Regions from separate parts of the Mus musculus genome. Here region 2 is linked to region 1. A link is a contact called in public promoter capture Hi-C data. All regions are on one chromosome and are shown on one strand. Each heading gives the region's core, a stretch centred on a gene start, on an enhancer-like site or on the middle of the called end of the contact. The rest is flanking DNA. Distances are from core to core; before and after follow the strand shown.

Evidence for each region. Promoter capture Hi-C pulls out the DNA fragments that hold promoters and counts their contacts.
Region 2: a promoter capture Hi-C map of hippocampal neurons shows a contact between it and region 1, with 4 times the contacts expected there. The contact joins the promoter of Rragb here to the promoter of Kdm5c in region 1. A contact is called at or near these places in 2 of 39 promoter capture datasets (erythroid cells and hippocampal neurons).

What each region holds. Positions count from the first base shown.
Region 1 is chrX:152,229,364-152,236,690 of GRCm38.p6, forward strand. Kdm5c (lysine (K)-specific demethylase 5C) reads left to right here and starts at 3,864. Exons shown (of 26, transcript NM_013668.4): 1 at 3,864-4,347. The coding sequence starts at 4,198.
Region 2 is chrX:153,136,691-153,144,017 of GRCm38.p6, forward strand. Rragb (Ras-related GTP binding B) reads left to right here and starts at 3,268. Exons shown (of 11, transcript NM_001004154.2): 1 at 3,268-3,885; 2 at 4,674-4,707; 3 at 7,286-7,327. The coding sequence starts at 3,794.

The DNA.
Region 1 (7,327 bases), core at 2,614-5,113:
CACATAATAATCCCAGAACTTGGAAGGTGGAGGCAGGAGGATAAGGACTTCAAGGCCAACCTGGGTTACATGAGACCCTGCCTCAAAAAAATCAAAAGAACAATGAACAAACTTCTCCTTTTCTCTAACTTTATCTATTTATATCAGTGTGGTGTTATGGATTTTAATCCATATTTCAATCAATTTATAATTTACTGTTACAATTCATTTTTTGTTTTGTTTTGTTTTATTTTGGGGGTGGGGCGTTGGTTTTTTTGAGACAGGGTTTCTCTGTGTAGCCCTGGCTATCCTGGAACTCACTTTGTAGACCAGGCTGGCCTTGAACTCAGAAATCCACCTGCCTCTGCCTCCCAAGTGCTGGGATTAAAGGCGTGCGCCACCACCGCCGCCGACTATAATTCATTTTTAATTATCATTATTTTAATTGTATGATTTTATGGCTCAGTATCTGTATCATGAACAAACTATACACCTATATTTCTCTCTGAGTATGTCTCTCTCTGACTCTTTCACTATCACATATATCTTGTTAGGATCCTTATAAATAGGTCAGGGTAGAAGATGGATGTGGTGGTACACATCTATAGTCCTACCTACTCAAAAGACCAAGATAGTTGAATTGCTTGAATATACAAGCTCAAGACCAGCCTGGTCAGCATAACGGAGGTACTCCATCTTCAATAAGGAAAGAAAAGGAAAGAAGAGAAGAGAAGAGAAGAGAAGAGAAGAGAAGAGAAGAGAAAAGAGAAAAATAAAGGAAAGAAAAGAAGCCAGAGAGAAGGGTCATCAGTTAAGCACACTGGCTGCTCTTGCAGAGGATTCAGGTTCAATTCCTAGCACCCACTCAGTGGCTCACAACTGTGTGTAATCCAGTTCTAGGGGATCCAGTATCCTCCAAGACCACAAACGTACATTCAGGCAAATACCCATATACATAAAATAAAATACTGATAATAATAAAAAAAAACTTTTAAAAATCCATGGTAAAGGGATAGTAAATGGTTCACATGTGATGTAGAGGAGGGTTGTAGAGGTGAGAAGGAGATGGATTCCAGAGCTATTTGGAAGTTGGGAATGGTGGCTCCTGCCTGTAAACTCAGTACTTGGGAGGTAGAGACAGGAGGACCGGGGGTTTAAAGTCATCCTTGATTACATAGCAAGTGAAACCTCATGTCAAACAAACAAGCAAACAAGGACCAAACAAACAAAGACAAAAAGACAGCTCATATCTATTTTGGAACTTTAGAAACCCAAATTAAAAAGAGTCACAAGGGTTGGGAATAGAGCTCAGTAGCAGAGCACCCGTTTAGAGAGTATGAAGCTCTATGTTTAGGGCACTGGGTTATCCCTACCACCAAAGCAGTATCATTCTCATGTAGTTTAGCTACAGAGATGAGGGTGTGGTTGGGAATTTAGTTAAGACCTTGAGTTATTGCTCTGCATACATTCTATACCAGAATTCCTCTCCCAGATGGCTGGGCGAGGCCACACCAGCTTTCCCCACAAGGAAAATTCCAAATTCTGGAGCCTACAGCGCCCAGTTTCTGATTGTTCCTCAACAAGACTTGAAGCTTGGAAAACACTGAGCAACTTTCACTGAGCAACAAGTTTCAGCCTAGACTGTCACAGGCAGAATTTATGGGAGTCATACAGTTGTAGGTTTGAATTCTGGCTCTGTCACTTTCTATTTATGTGACTTGGACCTGAGTTTCATTCTACTCATCTGAAAGATGGGAGAATACTACTCCCCAGCACTTGGCTTTTTTTTTTTTTAATTTTCTTTCTTTTTTTTTTTTCGATACAGGGTTTCTCTGTGTAGCCCTGGCTATTCTGGCACTCACTCTGTAGACCAGGCTGGCCTCGAACTCAGAAATCTGCCTGCCTCTGCCTCCCAAGTGCTGGGATTAAAGGCGTGCACCACCACTGCCCTGTAGCACTTGGCTCTTAAAGAAAGGCAGACATTAGGCTGGTGAGATGGCTCAGTGGTTAAGAGTACTGACTGTTCTTCCAGAGGTCCTGCATTCAATTCCCAGCAACCACACAGTGGCTCATAACCATCTGTAATGGGATCCAATACCCTCTTCTGGTGTGTGTCTGAAGACAATTACAATGTACTCGTATACATAAAATAAATAAATACAAAAATAAATAAATTAGCAATGAAAATAATTTTTTAAAAAAGAGACGCAGATATTATTATCTCTAATCTTCCTAAGTAATGAAAGGATTACTTAACTTCATTTTATGAACAAGAAAACCAAGGGTCAGGGACGTGAGGTACTTGGCAGGGCCCAGTGAGTAAATAATCTGTTCCAGGAAGGCATGCTTTTGTATTTTCACATGCTCACAAAAGTTCCTGTTGCATAGTATGACTTTCACAAATACAAATCAATGCATTTTATATCACTGGCTTAAAAGACTGCTCGGTTTCCTTTTGCCCTGTGGTATGTCTGGGCTAAGGACATTAGAGGAGACTGGAGGAAGAATGGGTGGTGCTGAGACCAAAAGCCTGGTGTTCTTTACTCTTTACAGAGATGTTCCTCAGGTAGAAAAGCAAAATGTCTTCAGGTGAGGAACAGCAAACTTACTAACCTTAATTTTAATGCCTTTTCTCCTGTCCAGTTCCATTACTTTACATTATTATTACTATTATTACTATTGAGTTTTTGAGATGGGGAGTAGCCCTATCCTGGCTATCCTGGAAGTAGTTCTGTAGACCAGGATGACATTGAACTCAGAGATTCATCTACCTCTGCCTCCTGAGTACTGGAATTAAAGATGTATGCCACCATGCCTGCCCTTTTTTTTTTTTTTTTTGGAGACAAGAACTCACTGTACAACCTGCCTCTGCCTCCCAAGTGCTGGGATTAATGGCATGTGCCACCTACTGCCCGGCCATTAGTAATAATAATATTACTACTAGTACTACTACTACTACTACTTTGTGAGGCAGGATCTTGCTATGTAGCTCAGGCTGGTCTCAAACTCAAAATCCCCCCCTTTTTAGCCTCTATGTACTGCATATACATGGAATAAACAAAAATGTAAACATCCAGGCCTTTTGGTTTTTTTGTAGCAGTAGTTGCTACAAAAATGGATACACACATATTATACAAAGTGTTTATATAGTTACAATGTATACCAAACAGTCGAAAGCATTCTTTAAAATGCTGATGGCCAATGATACTGGGGAGAATAATGCATTTTTACTCTACGTGGGACTGAAGCTTCTAAAACTCCACATTCTCTAGGGAGTGAGGAGTTTCCTTCTTTCATTTAAAAACAAAAACCTCAGAGGTGTAAGTCTGGTAAATCTTCAATTCACTCAGCAGTAGACACGCGGAATGGGAGGGGGAGGGGGAGGAAGGGGGCGGAGGTTCCTCGAAATCACCGCCTTCCGTGGTTCTCACTGAAAGGACCTGAGAGAAGCAGCAAAGGACATTGGGGAGGAGACAACCGGCTTGGGATCTAGGGTGTGTGCGTGCGCGTGCGCGAGCGTGTGCGAGCGCGCATGGGCGCGTACTAGTTTAGGCTCACTACTTATGGACACTAGCTCCTCTTCCGGTTTGTCTAGAGACTGCGCATGCGCATCACTGGCCTTTAAACGTGCATCGCCGGTCCATCCGGTAAAAGGATCCGGCCATCGATTTACAATTTTGTTCTTCCGCCAATGAAATGAACTATTTTCTCTTAGCCTGAGAAATGTTTTTAACTAACCACCTCCAAATAAGGGACATATACAACCCGATTTCTTTCGGTCATCACATGATGAAGGCTTCCTAGGTTTTTTTCTGACTCAAAGTAAACGGAACTCGGAGAGACACCTTGCGGAGGGATCTGGTTTGTTGTGGTGAGGTACAGAGGTGGGGGGGAGGAGACGCTGACAAACCAAGATGGCGGTGGCAGCGGTGAAACCTGCCGCGACTGGGACTTAACTGTAGTAGTGAAGGCTTCAGTAGTTGGGAGGCAGCGGTAAGGTGTGGAAGAAACGGAACAGGACTAAGAACCTGTAAAAGGAACCTCAGCCTGAGACTTTTAGAGCACGGCACCCGCCCCCCTAAGCCCTTGACGGGCGGTGGCCGTCCTGCTTAGGGCCTAGACTCCGAGAAGTACCTCGGTTTCAGACAGCGGCGGCGCCATGCGTCCTTAAGGGCGACCTGAGCCCTCCCGATCTCTGGCCCAGCCCTCGGGCCCACCATGGAGCTGGGGTCCGACGATTTCCTACCGCCGCCGGAGTGTCCGGTGTTCGAGCCTAGCTGGGCCGAGTTCCGAGACCCTCTTGGCTACATCGCGAAAATCAGACCCATCGCCGAGAAGTCCGGCATTTGCAAGATCCGCCCACCCGCGGTAAGGCTGGGAGCTGATGGTCGCCAGCGGCGAGTTTGTGGGTGGATCCGGGTAGCCAGTGGTGAAGTCCCGGGCGGAGGGCAGCAGGTGTGGGAAGAATATGGGATGGCTGGTATTTTGTGGATGCCTCACGAAGCGGAAAAAGGGTGCTGGGGTCAGGGCTCCTCGTTTTGTGGCATACAAGTGACCTGGGGTCTGAGACCCACTCCCACTCTGCTCTTGAGAATTTCCCTTGATTCAATACACAGATGCTTAATGGGCTGGGGAGAGTTCGCAGGGAGGCACAGAGACTCCCATCTTTTACTTTGTATCACCCTGGTCGAGGCAGTTACAAAGTAACGACTACTGTCATTATTCCCTTTAAGGCAAGCTGTGTGGTGTAGTGGAAAGATCACGTCTCAAAAGGGAGTCAGACGTGAGTTTAAAACTACTTAGAAGGTTAGCAGCTGTATGACCTTGGGCATGTAAAGTAATCCCTGAGCCTGTGAATTGTGTGCTGGGAATAATTAGATTAAACCAGGTAACATAGTGCACTCTGGTAAGTGGTAATTACTGTGACTGTGAAGGTGCTTGATGTGGTCATTGGTTTGCTTCTGTGTGTGTTGACTCATGTTTACTCACGCTGTCAGGCCAATTCATCTCTGATAATATCCTAGCCTGGTGGCCAGTCAGGAAATCATTCTCACAGGGAGTGCTCTTTCTGGCTCCTGCGTTTTCTAGTTGAAGGTAATGTCAGAACCTTCTTGCACATGGTCCCCACAGCCTTCCTATGGAGAAGTTTAGACCAGTTAGCTTGGTATGGCCTTCTCAGAAGATCTGGATTCTACCTCAGGCTCAGAATGTAGATGATCCTATAAGATAAGGTTTTCTTGGGTCCCCAGGAACAATAGTGGAGATATGGAAATCTTCCTTTGCTTCCCAAATGTTCAGCAAAAAGGACCATATTGTTGCTTCTAGTCCTGACTAGCCCAGGGGAAGTTTTCCAAAGGCTAGGACAGGCTGCTGCCTTGCTGACACACTGGAGGAAACAATGGTGAACAGTGTTTAGTAACCACTTGAGATTCCTGGGCTGGTTTGAATTTATCCGCAACAATGTATCTTCGAGGAGGTGCTTCTGGATGTGGAAGCCTTATTCCCACTTGACAAGAGCATCTTAGGTCTTCTTATCCAATTCAGTGCTTTTGTTGCCCTTTCATAGGCTGGTTTTAGATGGATCCTCCGGGCCCTAGAGTCTAGAGTCCTTGTTGGTCACAGGTGTCTGAAGATGGGTTTCTGTTGTGAGGGAGTCACAGCTATTAGTGACAAGCCAGGAAGGCTAGCAGAAGGGAAAGGTTGGACTCCTGGATGGCCTTATGGAAATATTCCTTGACGTGGTCAGGAGACGCCTAATATGGGGATAATTGAGGTCTCAATTTCCCTTTTTTCTCCCTTGGGCTTTTGGGCAGGTTGGCCTTATGTAGGTGCTCTTACCTTGTCTTGGGGAACCAGGATGGAAGAAATGACAAGGACATCGGTGTGTGTGTCCATCCTTTCGTCCATCTGTTCATCTGTCCATCTGTCCGTTTGTCCCCAGGGGACTGTTCTTTGGTAGGCTTCTTTTCTCCACTCCAGTAGCTTTGATTCTTTCCAGTCCTGACTTTTGTTTTTGTTGTTCATGATTTTGTGTACGTGCCCACAATTCTCTTAAACCACCTTTAGGCTCTAAAGCAGTTGGCTTTCTTCTGTTTGGAACTTGAATTACTCACCCAAGTGATTCTTAGGCCCAGGATGCAAACCTGTGTGTGAGTAGGTATTGGAGTTTTTCTTAGAGGGGTGGTTTTGGGTTTGTGTTTCATAGCATGTGGCTGCTTGCTACACTTGGCATAGATGGATGGAGGACAGGGTAGTTAATGGTGGCATCACACAACTTCTTGAATTCGCCATCCTGTTTGTCACCACATTCGAAATGCCATCATCTTGAGCATTTGTACTAATACAGGACTGAGATGAGAGGTTTGTTGGACCTTCCCCATCTACTGTTGCACCTATAGCTCCTGCCTTAGGACTTCAAATTGTTTAGAACTTGGCAGAGCAGAGAAAAGCAGTGCTTAGAGTTTGGGGTTTGAGCACCTTTCTGTCTGGGTTATCTGTGCTGAGGGGAGTGTTGTCTGATGGGAGATAAGAGGGTATGGAAAGCTTCACCTGGCTTAAGCCGTAGCATTTTAGCCTAAGGTTTGTTTTTTTTTTTTTTTTTTTTTTTTTTTTCACCCCTCCTGCTTTCGTCAGCCTCAAGTGCTTTCTGTCTATTACCATGGGTTGGGGAAGAATGTGTGCACTTGCAAATATGAGGCCTCTGGTTCCTTTTTTTAAGAGAAAGAGCCTGCATACAGAGATCAACAGCTCTTTCTCTCTTTTCCTATACCTTTTCTGTCCTTCCATATGTGTTCACTTGTGTGTGAATGCTGGTAGCTTAGTGTAGTAGAAAGAACCAGCGATCAGAGGACATGGGTTCTAGTGTTGGCTCTGCTGCTAACTAGCATAGGATTTCCTCTCCTAGCCTTACTTTCCACGTCTGTAAAATGAAGACGTTGATCTAGGTTATTTTAGGGTCTTTTTTTTTTAACCATTTTAAAATTTTTTTAAAGATTTATTTATTTTATGTATATGAGTAGTTGTACTGATGGTTGTGAGCCATCATGTGGTTGCTGGGAATGAAAGCTGCTCACTCCGGATGGGGCTCCGGACTACCCCACTCACTCCTGGCCTAAAGATTTATTATTATTATACATAAGTACACTGTAGCTGTCTTCAGACATACCAGAAGGGGGCGTCAGATCTCATTATGGATGGTTGTGAGCCATCATGTGCTTGCTGGGATTTGAACTCAGGACCTTTGGAAGAGCAGTCAGTGCTCTTACCCGCTGAGCCATCTCACCAACCCTTTTACCATTTCTTAAGCACCAGAGCTCCAGGGGAGAGAGAGGACTCTCTGGGGAAGCAT
Region 2 (7,327 bases), core at 2,018-4,517, 910 kb after region 1:
TTTACAACTTTACTTCTGTTACTTATTTCTAGTGTTATAGCATAGTGATCAGAAAAGAAACTTAATAACAATTATAATCTTTAAATTTCTTCTATTTTTGTGATATAATATAATAGTCTGGAGCATTTTCCAAGTGGAATTGAGAAAATGTCTATTGTGCTCTTTTGTGGAATACTCTAGATATGTCTATCAAGTCCATTCAGTAGAAAGTGTATTTTAAATCTTACTGAGTTTGTCTAGATGTTTGTTTATTTGTTTTGTAAAGTGTGGTATTGAAATTCCATGCTATAACATATTAGAGTTTTTCACTTTACAGCCAGAATATTTGTTTTATATACCTGGGAAATATTATATTGGATACATATGAACTTACAACTGTTATATATTCTTGAGGAGTTGATGCCTCTATTTATGATATAATGGCTCTTTTGTCTCAGACTTCAAGTCTAGTTTATCAGATACTAGTATAGACATTATTCTGTTTGAATGGAACTTCACATTTTAAAATATCATTTATTAAGTACCATTTATAGATAAGCCACTATATGGGGCAATTTTCTTTCATGGTCTAGTTCAATCCTTAAAACATCTGAGAAAGTTGTTATTAAAAAGATTTTATACTAGAGGAAAATGAGGTTCAGAGAATTCTAATAATTTGTTTAAGGCCTGCTGTTTTATCAAGATCTCAGTATTCAGAATAGCTTCTACTACTTAAACTTAAATATGAAATTGAGTTCAAACATCTGTATTAGTTCCTTTCCTACTACTCTGATATAATACAGTGACCAAGACATCTTGGAGCAGGAAGAGATTATTTGGGTAATGGGTCCAGAGACATAAGACTCCATCACAGCAGGGAAGCATTGCAGCAAGCAGCAGGCATGACAGCTGAATCGGGATGCTGAGAGCTCACATCTTGAAACACAAAAATGAAGCAGAGAGAACAATGGAATGGTGCAGGTTTTTAAACTCTTCAAAAGCTGCCTTCAGTGGCATATTTCCTTCAATAAGGCCACACCTCTTAAACTTCTCCAAACAGCACCTTCAATTGGGGGAATAAATGCACACATGAGCCTTTGGGGAACATTGTTGTTCAAAGCATCACACTATTTCACTAAAATCAAACTCAATTTAACTTTTGTCCCACTTCTTCTGTCTTTAAGAAAACCCAACTCTATGAAGTGTTTATATTTTTCCTTACTCACAGGAGCATCCACTGAACATGTGAAGATGAGTGTTTATAAATTTCTTGACTCCTTATCCTTGTTTCCTACTTAAACTTCAAAAGCCCTGGAAGAAGATTCAGAGGTCATACCTAGCCTGTCTTATAATCATCTCCACTAAGGTTGTTGATTACATTTAGAGCAAAAAACACACCCCCAAACCAATCCATGCATGTGTGCCATACCATCTTACTATTTCCAACCTTAATTGTTCTTTCAGTACCGAACAGAAATCCTTGCGGCATGCTTCTTTATGCTGTTCTTTTGCTTATCTTTCAAATGGTTAACATCTCGGCCAATTTCCCAAAATGATCTTGCTTTTCCAACACTGATAATAGAATACAATAGCTGGGATAGTTTCCCATATACACCACCTATCATCAACTTCTAGAGACTGCTTTGTGTCCATGCCTACTCTTGTCTCCTACTCATGTCTCCATAGAATTTTTGTCTTCTATCCAGAAGGAATGTTGCTAGCTGTGCTCTAGCTTCCTCTCCTTCTCCTCTCCAGAAATTTTGTAGCAATTGTTTCCTCTCTTTTCATTGGCTTTACTTCCTAAAAATGTCTAGGCATGCTCATTCTCAAAATACACTCATGTGTTGTGGATATTAAAGAACTATCATACATTTTCTCCTTTCTGTTATTAATCAGAAATTCCTTAACACATTTGTTCTTATCTTTATAAAAAAAACAGTACTCAGTGAATATCGAGTATATACACACATTCTGGTCTGTGAACCTAGTGTATAGGAGAACATTTTTCAAAAGTAAGTGCTTGTCCTTATAGCGTTTAAATAGAAATCCTATACTCAGAGATCAAATAAACAAGATTATTGCCATGTCAGTAAGTATTATACTCTACACAAAGAACTACAGGCAACCAAGGAATGCCCAGAGCAGGAGAAATAATTTTCCCTAGGGAAGAATACACTGTCTGGTTCTTCAATACCAACTGCTCAGCCCTGAAAACATATATATGAGATTATTATACAGACTGAGCGGGTTATATTAGGAATATATATGTATATACATATATGTGCATATAACAACAACCAATGAAAAACGAAGCCATGACTTTGAAAGAGCAAGGAGAGTTGTTTATATGACAAGGTTTGGAGGGAAAAAAGGGAAAAAAGAAATGTGTCTACAGTATAATCTCAACAACAAAAGAAAAACTACAAAGGAATATTATGAATTAAAAAGCATACAACAGAAAATAACTACTGCAGGTTCAAAAGACTGTTGTACTCTAATAGAGTATGGGTTGGGAAGACCTCTGGAGGACATTACCTATAAGCTGAGAAAGTTGAGGCCATTACAAACTGTGAATGGCAAATTCAGTCTTTCAAGGGAGCATCAACCTATGCCACTCTTTTTCCCAGCCTGTAACCTTGGTGTCACATTTAAAAGAGTTCCAAGCCTAAGAAGCTCTTAGGTCATTGAGGTTGGAACTTGCTGCGTTGAGATTTGAGAGCTGGTTGACAAATCACTTCTTCTCCACATAAAACTCTGTATGTAGCAAGTATCTCATGATGATCATCAGAAACTTTAAAATTATGTTTGCAACTTTTAAAAGTTAAGTGGCGGACGTGTTAAACCCTCCGTGTGGTTCTGGTCCTGGCAATAACAACTTATTGAGAGTTTTCTATGGGAAAGACAGTTTAAAACACTTTAGATGGATTGCTTTTTTAATTACTTGAACTGTCATAAGGATTAACGGGAAGAAAAGTTACCAAAATGCAAAAATGCACAGGGCCCTAATCATAGGGAGTAGTGAAAACGGCTAGCTGGCAGGTGCTGAAATTGCAACCTTCTCCTTTAACTCTGAGCAGCGAGTGGGCGGGGCCGCGTCCATCAGTGTCTAGGTGCCCGCAGGCCGCCCTAAGGGCCAATGGCGCGGAAATGAGAGCCCGGGCCACGTGATGGCGGGTGGCACTCTGGCTTTCCTAAAGCAGTCTCTATGGTATTCTTCCAAGCAAACCCAGGGCCCCCCCAAAAGGGTAGCGGCACGTGACAGGCCCTGGGACTACGGCAGGTTCCCACGTGATCCTGGCCTGCAGTAGCGTGGTTGCGGTGAGGTTCTTGCGCTCCTGAAGGGCGGGCGCGGAAGTAAGAGCATCCTCAGGCGGACCGTGACTGGCAGCGAGGTCGGGAGGAGCCACCAGGCAGTGACCGCTTTGCTTCTGCAGCTCCGCTCCGCTCATTCCGTTATCTCAGCCTTTGCAGTCTGTACAGAAGCTGACCAAGTTACCTTTGGGTCTTGAGACCTTGGCGAGTGAGGCCCAAACTCGGGACCAACTCCTCATCCACCTTGCCCTCCCTCTCCTCCATCTCTTCCTTTGCACGCACCGAATCGAATCGCTTGCTCCTTTGGGCTGGCCTGCTCGGCTGTGCCTGGAGACTAAGTTCGGGTCGGTAAAGGTAACTGTGGGAAAAGCGGCCCCCCAGTGGACAAAGGCGGAGGCAGGGATAGATCAGGCCCCGCGGGCCCTGGGTGCTGAGCGTAGGCAGGTGAGCCAGAAGAACGGTACTGCGGATTTAGAAGGCACTGTGAAGGACTTGTTGCACGATGGAAGAATCTGACTCCGAGAAAAAGACAGAGAAAGAGAATGTGGGCCCAAAAGTGGAGCCTCCTCTAGGGGAGCCGGAAGGATCGCTTGGGTGGGTAAAGGGGATTATGTTGCACCTGGGAGGGAGGGCATGCTAATTGTAAAGAGTATTGTGAGATGCAACAACCTCTAACCTGCAGTGATGAATTGCTTTAATTTACCAATATGGTTGATTGATATCATGCCCTTGATGACGGAAAACAGAATAGAAACACCCTTTGCCTGGATGTGGGATTCCTGGTTTATGCGTAGTCTTCTAATTGAGACAGTTCTGAGTTGTTTTCTGTTTTCTATAAAGGTTATTTGATGTTATCACCTTGTTGATGATAAAAAAGGAAAGGACAGACATTTGCTGACCAATGACGTATAGTGCGATATGCCTATTTGAGAACTGCGTTATATGTACTTTGTGCCTTTAATGAATGAAATACAGCTTGGAAGGACGATTGAAGGTCCAAAGATGCTTCTAGATTTGAAAAATACGGAGATGAATTTAAAAAAAATAGTATTCAGATTATGACAATATTGTTTGATTTATAAAAGTACCCAGAGTGTTGCTTCAGCTTTATGACAAAATATCAAATCTTGAATTTAAATGGTTTCTATTCCTAAATATGCCATCCTAGGAAGCGTCTCCCGAGCTGATGAAGGAAACAGGGAGCATAAACCCAGCTTTATAATTTAGGAAAATGAAGACTTCTGAAAAGAGGTCTCATCCATACTTAGCTGCTTTAAAGAATATTCGTCTGCATCTTTCAGTTTACTTGTGTGTCCCCCCCCCCACCCCCCGCCCCCGGCAATTAGATCACGAAAACACCATCTTTTGGTTTATATCTACAGGTGGGCAATGCCAAATGCAGCCATGAAGAAAAAGGTAAGATGTGTTAGCTACATCAGTAACATGAAGAAAAAGGTAAGAAGCTGCAGTTCAGGGAATCTGGCTTTTTCTGGATTGTGGCAAGAATCTATGGGGTCTTTGAGACACTCATCCCCTTATTTACTGTCAGATTTACTTTGTCTAAAATTAATCTCATGGAGTCAAGCCAGATACAAATATTACACAGCCCTCTGTGTGTGCACTGATTCTTTAACCCAAATCAAATGTTACGTGCAATTTTTTTTTCTAGCTGGAATTGGATGTTCTTTGCTTTGCTTTGCACTTTTATTGGGACTTAGACAATATCCCTAAGACTGTAGCTCAGGAGCAATATTTCTTGACCTTTTTGGGATTTAGTATCACTTGTGAAGTACTGGTAATAACCTTCATAGGGATATTAGGAAGTTTACATGAATAAACTCCCTGTACACCACAAACATAATTATCCTCACCATGTAAGGTTAAAAAAGCTCCCATATTTTTAGCCTGACTTTATCTAAAATTTAATTCTGGGCCTCAAGTTTGCTAGGAGGATTTTTTTTTTTTGATGAATGTCTGAAGTTGCTGTCAACAAGGATGCCTAAAAAAATGCCAGAAATTTCTACATAATTAGGAGGGGAAAAGTAGAAGCTTAAGGAACTGTGAAAAGAGAAAGGGGGCGAACTGCCATTTGCTTTAATGGTTCTGCAATGCACATGCGTTGAAGGATCAGCCTTTACCTTCAGAAATAGATACAGTTATTGCTTAATTAATGTTTAGTTAATCTAGTTAATTGTTTAGTTAATTTGTTTTGCAAAGGGCAAGGAAAATGTTCATATAAATTTTAGACTAAATAAACAATTAAATTTTCTTAGGTAAACCTGGATATCTAAATTGTTGAATTGAGCCAATGCATATCCAGTATGTTTTCACTAAAGCTTCTTATATTTGTAATCAGACATTTTGATATGTTAGGATTGGAGGTAGAATCTGTGTCTCTTTCATTTGAAAAGGAAAGTTAACAGAACTGTATCTCATAAACACTGTGCTTAGAAAGGACTGTGAAAGTCATTTAACTCTGACTCCTTGTAGTGCAAGATAATTTGGCTTTAACAGGTGTTTTTTCTTGTGTCAAATCCTTACACAAGAAAGACATCTGTAAAGTCTTGCTCTCTACCAGATAGTTGTCCTTGCCTTTTTTCCTCTAATGGCTTGTTCATTTCTTTATTTTTTATTTTTTATTTTTATTTTTATTTTGGTTTTTTCGAGACAAGGTTTCTCTGTATAGCCCTGGCTGTCCTGGAACTCACTCTGTAGACCAGGCTGGCCTCGAACGCAGAAATCTGCCTTCCTCTGCCTCCCAAGTGTTGGGATTAAAGGCGTGTGGCACCATTCTTTTGATGAGTGCATTTCAAGCTTTTGTTCCCTGTTAGGCACTGGAGATAAGAAAGTACACAAAGGATACAAAGACTCTCCCTCTGTCCTTCAAATGTTTCCAGTCTTGTGAGAGAGTTGTTGAAAGGAAGGACTACAGAGCTTTATGGTCTGCAATGATATAGTAGTACCACTGAGGGGCAGGCATGATACCTCTCAGCCTAAACCAATGCTTCTCAACCTTCCTAATGCTGTGACCCTTCCTCATGTTGTGGTGACTCCCCAACCACAACATTATTTTCGTTGCTACTTCATAACTGCAATTTTCTACTGTGACAAATCATAATATAAATATCTGTGTTTTTTGATGATCTGAAGTGACCCTTGTGAAAGGGTTTTTTGACTCCCGAAAGGGGTTGCAACCAACAGGTTGAGGAATGCTGGCCTAAGGCATTTAGGTCAAAGAAACTTTATGGGGATTTACTGGGGATTGAACCCAGGTTTCACTTATATTAGGTAAGTGCCCTAGTACTGAGCTACTGAGCTACATCCCCAGCTCCAGAGAAAATTCCCGTGATGATTGTTGAACCAAGTGTTGATGGATAAGTTGAGACTTAGTAGAAAGAAGAATAAAGGATGGTAGAGAATATAGGATGAATCCAGACACAGAGTCAGGGCTCCCTAAATGGCTGGAAGCAAAGAGACTGTAAACCATTCAGTTAAATATGAATGGATGCTAAAAGTTTGAGGCTAGGAGAATCAAAAGGTAAAGACAGAAGTAGATAAGCTTAATCAAGAGTGGTTCTTATGTGTAATTTAAAGAGGCAGAAACCTGAAATAAAAATTATAGAAATATGCAGAAGGGATGAAATCATGGGCTGAAGTGGAAAACAGCCTGACCTTGAACAGAGCAGTAGGAAGAACTTTTTAGTTATACTATATGAAATCTGCTTGTTGGAGATACACACACACACACACACACACACACACACACACACACTTACCACGCTTGTATTGCTAAGTGATGTGTAACTCATAGCAGGTAATTGCTTGACTTTTGAGATGTCCTCAACGATTGGCTGAGGAATGGCTTAATTACGGATATCCATACTGGTCATTGGTACTTGCACATCTGTAAAATGCCAGCTATAGAAGAGGAATGGCTCCCTTTACACTAGATTTGCTCCAGCTTTGCTAACGTTTTCCCTTACTTTGTCCTTAGGTCCTGTTGATGGGTAAAAGTGGATCTGGTAAGACCAGCATG